Regions from separate parts of the Oryctolagus cuniculus genome. Here region 1 is linked to region 2. Evidence: chromatin contacts called from public Micro-C data. All regions are on one chromosome and are shown on one strand. Each heading gives the region's core, a stretch centred on a gene start, on an enhancer-like site or on the middle of the called end of the contact. The rest is flanking DNA. Distances are from core to core; before and after follow the strand shown. Region 1 holds the start of ACTR3 (actin related protein 3). Region 2 holds the start of SLC35F5 (solute carrier family 35 member F5).

Evidence for each region. A called contact is a pair of places that touch in the nucleus more often than the background predicts.
Region 1: a Micro-C map of ear pinna shows a contact between it and region 2, with 4 times the contacts expected there. The contact joins the promoter of ACTR3 here to the promoter of SLC35F5 in region 2. A contact is called at or near these places in 3 of 6 Hi-C or Micro-C datasets (ear pinna, psoas muscle and an unstated tissue).

Annotation. Positions count from the first base shown.
Region 1 is chr3:111,526,023-111,531,932 of mOryCun1.1, forward strand. ACTR3 (actin related protein 3) reads left to right here and starts at 2,906. Exons shown (of 12, transcript XM_002712405.5): 1 at 2,906-4,252. The coding sequence starts at 4,209. It overlaps LOC138849008 (a long non-coding RNA gene), which reads right to left and starts at 4,972. Exons shown (of 2, transcript XR_011387320.1): 1 at 4,835-4,972.
Region 2 is chr3:111,395,653-111,401,609 of mOryCun1.1, forward strand. It overlaps SLC35F5 (solute carrier family 35 member F5), which reads right to left and starts at 2,028. Exons shown (of 16, transcript XM_008258490.4): 1 at 1,890-2,028; 2 at 970-1,057; 3 at 678-822. The coding sequence starts at 1,929. It overlaps LOC103348744 (a long non-coding RNA gene), which reads left to right and starts at 1,909. Exons shown (of 4, transcript XR_011387314.1): 1 at 1,909-2,385.

The DNA of each region.
Region 1 (5,910 bases), core at 1,656-4,155, 130 kb after region 2:
AGCTCAGCACTCCATCTGAATCTCTCATGTGGTGGCAGGGCCCCAGATACTTGGGCCATCATCCAATGCCTTCCTACTTGCACTAGCAGGAAGCTAGATGGGAAGCAGAGGTGCTGGGACTAGACCTAGCACTTCCATATGGGATGCAGGCGTCTCAAACATCTTAACCCGCCTTAACACCCACCCTGTTCTCATTTAAAAAAAAAATAGAGATCAAATGACATATGAATTTTCTGGATACGTTTTAAGATCCAAAGACATGTGGTAAGTGGGCTGTAATGCACAGGAATAACCTAGACAATCTTATGATGATTGGTAACCAGTGTATCTCTCAAAATGAAACATTGTTTATGGCATTACAATGAAAGATCCCTGAAATGGGGTTGAAATTATGGTTTGGTCTGAACTCTGTTCTTTAGTTTAATATATTGGGAAAATAATTTAAATTCTGTGGGCTCCAATATCACTCAGAGTCCTTAAATTTATTGCAAGTAATGGGGATTGGTCACGGCTAACTTAAGCCAAAGGATAATTATTGGAAAGATACTTCAAGACATACCAATGTTTGAAAAGTTGAGAATCAGGCTTGGATATAGACAAGAACCAAGCGTCTGGTTGATCTGAACTAAAAGAAAAACAGGTGCTGTAAGGGAGGAATTGATGTATGGTAGTCAAACATTGCTTTCCTTTTCACTTTGAATAAGATAATCTCTAAGAGGCCCTTTAACTTTGGTGTGCTCTACTTCTGTGTTTGGAGAAGATGAGCAGGAGCAGTGAATATGCAAACAGGATGACCAGAAGTGCTTTTGCTGCGTGTGTATCTGCAGGTTCTGTGCTGCTCACCACACCGGTAGCTGACCAGTTTTGCATACAGCAAACAGGAAGTAGGAGGGCTCTTAAGCAAGCAAAGTTTAGGTCGATAGATTATGAAGAACAAGCACAAATGCTTTAGCATTAGAAGTTTCCAAATGCTTCCAGCAGTTACTGCCTTTACAAACATAGGCTGTTATGCATTATGTGAGACTGTGATAGATGCCTATGAGATAAGAGGTAATACCTACTACTGATATGTCTTCCTATTTGAAAGAACACACTGCTAAACTACAAAGCCAAAGTTATAAAATGAAAGCCCACAAGTCAGATAAGGCCTGAAGAAAATTAGTTACTGTATTTTTTTGTGCTGCTGTAATAGAATACCAGGGACTCGGTATCTTATAAAGAATATTTAATCTATTCTCATAGTTCTAGAAGCTGGTTAAGTCCAAGGTTGAGGGTCCAGCACTTAGTGAGGGTCTTCTGAAGCATCATCCCCTGGCAGAAGGCAGTACATGGAGGGGTGGGGAAGCCTGCACTCATTCTTTGATAAGGGACCCACTTCCACGATAATGATAATGGATCCACTCCTGTAATAATAGCACTAATCTTTTTGTAAGGCTAGAGCTCTCATGACCTCATCATCTCTTAGAGGTTCCATCTCTTAATACTACTGCATTGGGGATTAAATTTCCAAAACATGAACTCTGGGGGACACAGTCAAACCACAGCAGCTACCAAAGACAAAAACAGATTTCAGATTTCTCTTGTAAAAACAACAATAAAATAAAGCCCCAATGGCTCTGCTAACACCAGGCCTGAATTTCTCCACAGCAACAGCTGTCTGTCGTCAGGGGAGGGTTCTCCATGTTGTCGCACCTGCCCCATGGCCCCCTTAACTTGTAACCTCACCTTGCCTGGACCTGAAAACACTCACTTTCTGACACTTGATGTAACTACTTCCATGACAACCACCAAAGACCAGTGTGGGCTACCGAGTGGCATCTTCAAGGTCCTAGTCTCTGTCCTTGTGATCCCTTTGTGATCTCTTATTACCTGTAACAGCTGGAAACAACATTCACTCTGCCCCTACTGAGTCACACCTGTCTCTTCTAACAGCAATTTTCAAGTGTATGCTCCCCCAAATGCTCCTGATTATTTGTGGAAGTGGCAGCAACCAATCCCCATCTAGAACCTTCTTCCAAAATCTAATGGAAAAACCAGTATCAACGCATTTGAAAGAACCATCTCTGTTTGACTTCTTTGAAGACAAACTCTTAGAAAAGCCTTGCTTTAGGATTATTTAGTATGAATAGCTATGAATTTGTTGCACACTAATTGATGATGATACCCTTTGGGGAGCGTCTTCTGCACGTGTTGGCTCTCATGTGACTACTGGCCTTCTAAACTCCAGCACACAATCCATGATTCATTCTGGACTTAGCTGGACCCATTCTCTACAAGGCAGTCACAACATTTGCTTGCCTGTATCCCTTGGACAGTCTCAAGTTGCTTTTAGGATAGACTTTAAAATGCTTACAGCAGCCAAGATTCTTACATTGTTTGATTCTCCCTTCTCTCTCAGGCTTCACCTTCCAATATTTCACTTCCCATCGCATGTTCCCTGGCTCACTTCACTTTGACCACTTTGGTCCTTGAATTTGTGCAAGAGGTCAAGCTTGTTCTGGCCTCAGGTCCTTGACGTTGCTGTTCCCACTTCCTGGGGGACTCCCCTTCCTCTCAGCTCCTACCACTCTCAGGCTTCAGTTTTAAAATATTTCCAGGTCAGAGAAGCCTTTTTTATCCCCTTTCCAAACTCCCACTCCTCACTATTTCTCACAGCTCCCTGCTCTCTTCCTTCCATTGCCTTTACAGACACAATCTGTCTGTAAACTCTGGAAGAGCAGAGATCTTGTATCTTTTGCAACACACTGAATATTCAGAGTCAGCACCGTCTCTGCCAGAACAGAGTAGGTGAACAATATTTTTTTTGCCAAACGAATGAATGAAAAACCCATATTCCATTCCCCGGGCCAGCTCAACATCACATTGCATGATCTTCTGGACTGAATAAGACACTTTCTTATGAAAACTATTTTAATTTTAGCCTCATATAAACAAGCTCAGGATGGTTTATCAGAAGATACAATGCCTGGCAGAGAGAAAAGCTATTAACCTTCTGCATTCTTTAAGTGGAAACCCAGCTATTCGTGAGAAATGCAAATTCTCAGGGTTCTCTTTAGACCAATTAATCACAAAACTCCAGGGCTGTGGCTCAGCAAGCTGTTACAGCAAGCCTTCCAGGTGATTATCACACAGGAAACCGTGAAAACCCTTGCTTTAGGTCTTTCAGTTTTAAATTTAAAAATATTATTTTGACCCTTAATCCTGGTAGTTATTCTGATGGTAGAATCTATTTCAGAAGGAAATGTTCCTCCACAATCCAAAAGCCTTGCATAAAGGGCATTTGTAAAGCATGTGCCCTATAATATCCTGGAAGGCAGGCCCTCCTGGTTGACAGGGGCCTGCCCGCTGGGGGGCCTGCAGTCGACAGCGTGGCAATGCCCAAGTGTAGCTGAACAGAAGCGTGGAACAAAAGCCAGAGGGCCACCGTGCAAGCCTTTGTTCATCCGTTTCCCGAATGAGCACCCACGATCACAGGAGGACTCTTTCCCACCCAGAAAAACAGCCATTCAAGTTCCAACAATGGCTGCAGGCCGCGAACGCCGTTTTCAATTAGTCCGTTTTCCCCCGGGGCACTGGAGATACACGTAGCTGCAGGATGCGCTTCCATTCTTCCCTCAAACTCGCACAGAAATAACTGAAACTAAACCAAAGGGTTGCACCGAAAAGCTTCAAAAAGACAACTGGAGGAGGCTGGGGCTGCGTTCTCCGTTTCCACCTTTTTGCAAAACCCGAAACGGATCGCGTCGACGTCCGGACAGGAGCCTCGGCCGGCGGCCGCACCTCACTGCGCATGCTCTCTCGCCCCTCCCGCTCGGAGCCGGAAGGGGGAGCGCTCGGGGCCTGGGCCTGGCCTGGCCGGGGCGTCGGCACCGGCGGCCATCTTGGCTTCCTGGGGAAAGGCGGCGTGAGGGGGAGAAGTTGTAGGGTGGGGGCAGGAGTGAGGAGGAGGGAAGAGAGAGGGGGAGGAGGCCGCGGCGGGGCAGGGCGGGGACTGCCTGGCTGCCTGGGTTGCGGAAGTGGTAGCCGCTGACCGAGCCTGCTGCTTTCTTGCTACTGCTTCGGCTTGCCAGCTTCCCCCCCGGACGGAGAGGGCGGCCCGGCTGTGGATGGTCAGATAGTTCCCATCTCCTGCCGCCAATCCCTGGCCCCAAGCAGCACGGAGCAGACGGCGGCGGCAGCGGCAGCGGCAGCAGCAGGCGAGGAGGAAGATGGCGGGACGGCTGCCGGCCTGTGTGGTGGACTGTGGCACGGGGTAAGGGGGCTCACGGGCGGGGGTAGGGAAACTGAGGCGGAGGAAGGAAAATGGCGGGGGAGGGAGGAGGCCGGGAGATGAATGGTGCGGCGAGCTGCAGCCGCCGGCTTGCAAGGGGTGGGGCCCGCAGCCAGCGCCTCCCTCGTCCCCTGGCTTCACCCTCGTGGGACTGGGACTGGGGCAGGGGCAGGGGCGCGGGGCCGAGAACCCCCCCGGGAGCGGCTTCGTTCGCGCGACCCCTTCCAGCGCTTCCGTCCCCGCGGTGGGCAGCGCCGCCCAAGGAGATCTAGGTGGGAACGTTCGCCTCCCCGGGGGCCGCAGTCATCTGGGGTGGTCGCCTTGCCTAACCCAGCCCACCTGGCTTCCTTCCCCGCTCTCCGCGCCGCTTCCTGCCCGTGGGGCTTGGGGAGCCAGGGGCGCGAGCGCGGGGACCAGCCTGGCAGAGGGGCGAGAAAAGAGAAGCGCTCCTTGTGGGTTTTGCAAGACTGCTGTGACAACACCGCCCCGGGTGTGGGTGGGGAGAGGGAAGAATGGGACTCGGAAAATGGGAAGCTGGGACGGGGCTTTCGTTCGACCACCCACCTCGTGTCCACTCCCGGTCTTTTCCATCTCCCAGGGGGTTTCTACCGGTGAACCAAGTCACATCTTAACTCGAGACAAAAATGTCATGTGTTACTTCTCTTGCCTCAAAAAAGTCCCCTAGTGAGCAAGCGCGCTGCAACTTCCTTAGTTTTGTCAAAGCCGCTTCCTGCTTTCAGTCTTTTATACCCTTATAAGGTAGTTTTTCGTTTCCAACCTGAACACATCTTACTAGAACTTTCAAATTTAACCAGGTTCCAGAGACACTTGGATTGGCAGTGCTAGATAGCAGTTTAGGGGAAGGGGGAAGGGAAACACCCTGGAACAGAAACCGGGATCTTAAAGCCAGGGGGAAGGTGTGGAGGTATAGAGGAATGTGCTTCCTTTGCTGGGAGTCGTTTGTCATAGAGCTGTAGAGCCCTTTACTAAAACAGAATGGCTTGAAAGTAGTCTTTCCTTTTGCATTAATATAGACATGCAGAGAGTTACGGTACGTGCTATATCCTTACAGAGAGAATAAACTGCTTATGTTTTAATGTAGAATGACTGTTTTATGTTGGTGTATTGGAAGCGGGAGTTTAGTTTTCTTTTTGGCCCATGCTGATCATATCTGTTTAATCCCTAAAACCTTCCAGTTTTTTTGAGGGGAAGGGAGCTGTTGATAGCCTTTTCTCCCCCTTTTATTATTCACCATACTATTGTTACTTAAAATATGACATCTGCTTCTTTCTTTATATACTCTATTTAAAATTTCCCTTGTCTTAGTTCTCAAAACTTGATGCTAGAGTGACAGTTTCTGAAGCCCCAGTAAGGCAGAAGGAAACAATTGACTTCTTAATATTTTTCCTTGGGAACCACTCTTCGCTTAGCTTTGGAATATATGTATGTATTTATTTTGATGGATATCTTATGGATATCTTATTATACCTTATTCTTCTTGGAGTCTTGTTTCCCTGAACTAGTGTTTTTTAAACATTTCTCTGTTAATCTAATTGCTGAGTAATTTGTGTGGAAGATTGGTTTTAAAATTAAATGTAGCCTGAGTAGGACTTTTCAGGTGTGTTTTGTTAAAGTGACAA
Region 2 (5,957 bases), core at 778-3,277:
AATCTGAGCACTTTTACTCTTGTCCAAAAACATTCTTATTTTATACTAAATGGAGACTGTTAGATTCCTGAATGGCTATTAATTAGAATATTTATAGAGAAAGAAACTGAATTTAGAAAAAAAACAAACACATTCAAAGATTAATATGAATTCTCTCTAATACGTAATTCTCCCTAAAAGATACAATAAGACTGAATGAGTAGCATACATTGTGGCACGGCAGGTTAAGCTACTACTTGTGATGCCCCTATTCCATAACAGTGCTAGTTCAAGTCCTGGCTGCTCTGCTTCTGATCCAGCTCCCTTCTAACCCACCAAGGAAGGCAGGGGAAGCTGACCCAAGTGCTTGGGGCCCTGGAAGACTAGATGGAGTTCTGGGTTCCTGGCTCAGCCCCAGCTGTCGTGGCCATTTAGGCAGTAAAATACTGGATAGAAGATCGCTGTCTCTCCCACCATAACTATGCCTTTCAAATAAATGAATCTTAAGAAAAAGAAAACAAACAAAAAACAGGTTTTCACTTGAATTGACACAATTCACTATAAAAGAAAAGTAAATAATCCCACAATATTTAAAACACAATTTTTAGTAAGCATGAGAGTAATGGATAGAACTACTATGGGTTAAGAGAAATAGTGTCGTTCTCATGTGACACCATTACTGAATAAGAGGTACATACCGAAGTGAGTTCAGAAGAGGCCACCCATATCACATCAACAAGCAGGAGAATAACAATCCCCAGAGCCATCCGCCTGCGCTGAGTGAAGCCACTGTTCGGGGAGTTCATGCGGTTCATGATAAACACACACACCATTTGTAGTCTGCTTTTCAGAAAATACAGATCTCATTAGAGATGACTTTGGAAAAACAAGCGAATAAAAAGAAAAAAGGAGTGGAACAGAAACACGTGACATTTGTTAGCTAATGTTCAGTATGAAAATCGCTTAGTATTTAAAGAGCCTGGAATTTACCTTGTTGTAAGGGCCTTTCGGAGATCTTCGAAAGCAATGCCTGAAAACCTGGATCTCAGTCTAAAAGGAGGTGAAGAACTCAGCACACCTAAAAACCACAAAACACTGCTTACGAAAACGTCAACTCAAGATTTTTCACATCTTTTCCACCCCTCACGTTCAGACTGAAAGCAAATGAAAACATCAAAGTGTCAAGCATAATGGACACCTTTCCCTGTGCCCTTTCCCTGTGCCCCTCAGATCAGACTCTGAGGGGTACGCTGTAGGGGGAGAGCAATATTCCAGTCAGCTTAGTTAAGACCAGTTAGCTGTTTGAAGACAGCTGCTCCGAGTCTCACAAATGCACAACTCCATTCATGTCTCCTTGCAGAGGAATTCACCCCAGAGACAAGGTCCAGACACACGCCCGTTTCTACAAATGTGTTTTCTGCATTTAAGCTCCCGGAGTGGAATTCGCTGATTGGAGAGGCAGTGATCTGCAGTGGGTCTTGAGGGCACCTTTCCAACCCCCTTAACGTGGTAGAGGAAAAGGATCCTCCACGCTCCCCCACCCACGCCTGTCACTACATCTCGTTATTTCAGATCCAAGCAGTAATTCTTCAGGAAGGGAAGAAGCAGCTGTTAAAAAGGAAACACCCCCACCCCACCCCCTTTTTTTTGGAGGAAAAAAAGTTAAGTCGGTGGCGCCTCCGGTGAGAGAGAGGTAAAGCCCCAGGCGACCACGCACGAGCAGCTGGCTCAATCGCTGGAGTCTGGAGCCGGGTCAGAAGCCCCTGTCAGCCGACCGCTCTCTCCACCCCTCGAGACCACCATCAGCGGTCCTATCAAGGCGCTAGCAAAGGCTGCAGGTGGGCTGTTCTCGGGCACTTGGTTCCGGCTTCGGCTCCGGGTGACTTCGGGGCCCTTCCCTGCCTGCCTACCTGGCCTTCCTGCCCCGCGATGGCGTCGTGGCGGCACCATGAGCGGACCCGGCCCGGTCCCGCCGTCGCCCAGCGCCACGGCCGCGGCCTCGGACTCACAGAGCTGTCACTGCGCTCGACATCGCGCCGCGGTGGAGGCAGAGCCCCTGAAGCCGCGTGCCCCACAGGGCAAGGCCGCCGACACCTCCCAACTCCACTCGGGCCGGGAGGGCGGGGAGTGAGCAAGGGGAAGGGACAGTGCAAGCTGCGATGGCCGCGGAGGCCCGGAGCTCGGCCCTGGCTCCGGCCCCGCCCCCGGCCGGCCAGCTCCGCGGCCCCGCCCCCCGACCCGACGGCGGCGCGCGGGCTACGTCACGTCGCGGCGACGGCAGACCGTGGGTGCATCTCCACGGTGACTTGGCAGCGCCCAGCGATGTATTGCCCGGAATGCCGCGCCCATCAAGGAGATGCGTCGGTGACGCGGTCGGGGAGCCGCGATAGGAAGAAAGGAAGTAGGGTGAGGCGGAGGGAGAAAGAGGGAAGCTGGCGGCGCTGGGTGGGGAAGAGAGCGAGCAGGGAAGTGAGAGCCTCTAGACAACCCCTCCCTAGAACCTACGCGAGCAGCTCCCTCTCCTGCTGAGTTGGTAACTTTTGTCACCCGTTTCTCGAAGAGGGGAGTGGAAAGCAAAGTGGCCTGGGAATACTTTGGGTTCCTGGAAACTTTCATATGTAGACTACATCCTAGCTCTTGAACTGACAAGCTGTATCTTAGGGCAAAATATTTCTCACGTGGCACCTCAATGTCCTCATCTAAAGAATGGGGATAATGAAAGTACCTGCCGTTATCTGCCGTGTGTGTGTGTGTGTGTGGATGGATTATGTGAGTTTACAAATGTAAAGGGCTTATATGTCGATTCGTGGCACATAGACTCCAAGTGGTCGGCATCTTGACTTACAGTTGGAAAACAAAAATGAGGTTTAAGAATTCTGTAAGATAACTGGTATTGACTATCACAAGTGCCTTTTTAAAAAGATTTATTTTATTTGAAAAGCAGAGTTACAAAGAGAGAGAGAGGGAGGGAGAGACAGAGAAGGATCTTCCATCTGCTGGTTCACTCCCCAAATGGCCGCATTCGGTGGGGCTGGACCAGACTGCAGCCAGGAGCCTCTTCCAGGTCTCCCACATGGATGTAGGGGCTCAAGCACCTGGGCCATGTCCCACTGCTTTTCCAGACCATCAGCAGGGAGCTGGATCCAAGTGAAGCAGCGGGGACTGGACCTAGTGCCCAAACGGGATGCTTAACATGCCGGCCTCCACAAATGCGTTTTTGACATCTTAGTACGATGAAATTATGGGATTGACATTACTTTTTAAGTCTTCTTTGTTTCACAGAAATTTAATATATATTCATATGACCAAAAAGCACCAATGAACATTGTTGTGTTGATCTAATCAGTTTCTAATAAACTCTCAACATCAAGCATTTATAATAAATAAGTCAGAAATGTATTCTAGTAAGTTGTGCAGAGTAGAAAAACAGGAAAGGGGAGGGTTGCGGGTGGGAGGGAAGTTATGGGGAGGGAAGCCATTGTAATCCATAAACTGTACTTTGGAAATTTATATTCATTAAATAAAAGTTTAAAAAAAAAAGAAAAACAGTCATCTACTTGCAATTGTTATTCAGGGGAAATTTGGTTGCAGATATTAATCAAATTATTCCAGAAGTAGTTTATTCTTTTCTTTCTTTCATTAACATTCTAAAGGATGTCAGGGTTGTAATATACTTAGAAATTTTTTATTCTACATGTATGACACATAGTCTGAAAACAGAATGTTACTGCAACTATTCCTCATGATCTAAGAGCCAGGAAAGCCATGTTCTATTTCCTAATCTCACCACAGTTTGTTATGTACCCTTGTAGATTACACTACCCCCACTGTGCCTCAGTTCTCCACTATATTCTCAGCACCAAAACTAGTGCCTAGCAGAGTTGGCAGTCAGTGGTTAATGAACTTGAACATCCTTCTGTGTCTTGAACTTTTCCTTATACATAATTCCTCTCCCAAGTCTCCATTTATGTCATTTGGTAGTACCATTTTCCTGATCTCAGTCCTAATCTTTTCTTTTTAATTAATTTCCCTGTTATTCTTCAAACTTGATCACTTTTAAATCCTTTTGAAATCTCTTCATTGTAAACCCTCACAATTCATCAGGTGATAATTCTGACACCTTCGAAAAATTCCCTGAAATCTACTCCAGAGAAAATAATTTCCCCAATACATATACTACAAAATTAATATGAAAGCAAAGGATGTGTGTGTGTTAATAGTTGAATGCAGCTATAACCTGTACATTCCACATGTGCAAATAACCTTCAAATGAGTACAACAAAGGATATTTACAGTCAGCTTTGTATATCTGAGGATTCTTTATCTATTTGATGGGAAAATGCATCTTCCTTGAACATGTACAGACTTCATGTCTTTAATCCCCAAATCCTGTAATATAGACTAAGCACTATTTACATAGCATTTATGTTGTATATTAGGTATTATAGCTAATCTAGACGAGTCAAAACACGTGGGAGAATGTGTGAGAGTATATGCAAACACTATGCTAGTTTAAATAAGGGACTTGAACATCAGAGGATTTGGTATCTGAGGGTGCTAAAACCAGTCCTCAGATACTGAGACAGCTGTACTCAAAACTTACTATAGCAAAGCAGACAGCCATAGTCACTTGTGTTCAGCAGTGAACACAAAGGCAATCAGTGCAATGTGGAAGCTTTATTGGGACAAGGAGGAAAGGCTTCATGGATGCCCTCCAACCCTGATTGGGGGTTTCATATAGGGATGATGGAGGCAGGTTAACTAGAAGAAAGGCATCCTATATAGTTAGTTAAGGGGTACATATTTGGCTTTCTCTGGTTGGTCCAAAGTTGGAAATAAGACAAAAACTAAGGAAACTGGCAGCTGTTGATCAAGTCCTAGTCATTTGGAGTTGCTGGCTTCAGAGATTGTGGTTGCTTTTCTGAACTGGTTGCTTCAGAGGTTGTGGGTCAGAGTTCTATTTTTATATATGCTCTGGCCATTGTCCATGTGTATATTTAGTGTCTGTCTCACAACAGTCTACTGCATATATCATCATATTCTCTACAATACCTACCAGATTGCTGGGCACACAGCTTGATAAATACTCAATTTTGTTTCTAAGATACAGCTAAACTAAGGTTCACAATTTTAAAATATATATTATATATTTTTAAATATAGATATGTAAAAGACTTCTTTTAGATTTGAACTTTACTGCATTTTGAATTTGAACCTTACTGTGAATTATATGCCATAGTGGAGGCCATAAACTTAGGAGGTTCTGAGATACTTAAGGTACTAAGGGTTATTGTATGCAATCAAGTCCTAGATTTTGTGGGGTTTAGTGGCAAGGTGGAGGAGCAAAATGTCAACAGAGATGTGAATGAAAGTTCTAAACATCTACAGAGTAACCATCTCGGCAGTACTGGATGGAAGTCCACTCGTAGGTTGATGCCCACTCATTGAGGGCATGGACCAGAGTTCTGAGTGCTTGATGTGTCTGGATAGCTATAGATGGAGAAGACTTTGGAAAAGAGAGAATCTAAGCTTGATTTTAATGATGGGGAGAACTGTGATAAAGGGATAATATTTTTTTCTAAGTGAATAAAATATAACCAAAAGAAAAAGGTGTGTTCGGAGACAAGTTATAAAACTGGTTTGGCAGAGCACAGCATGTATGTAGAGAAGCAATGGGAAATAAGACAGGTCAGGTGAGTTCTGGGGATATTGACACCTGCTCTAGAAACTAGATTAGAGATTTGGGACTTTTAATTTGCATATAATGAAAACCTAAGGGTTTTTAAACAAGAAAGAAACACTTTAGTGAATCAGAAATTATTAAATATCCACATGATGTCTACTATGTGTTGGGACTGTGTCAAGAGTACCACATAGGGGCCGGTGCCGTATCGCAGTAGGTTAATCCTCCACTTTTGGTGCCAGCATCCCATATGAGCTCCGGTTCTAGTCCTGGCTGCTCCTCTTCCAATCCAGTT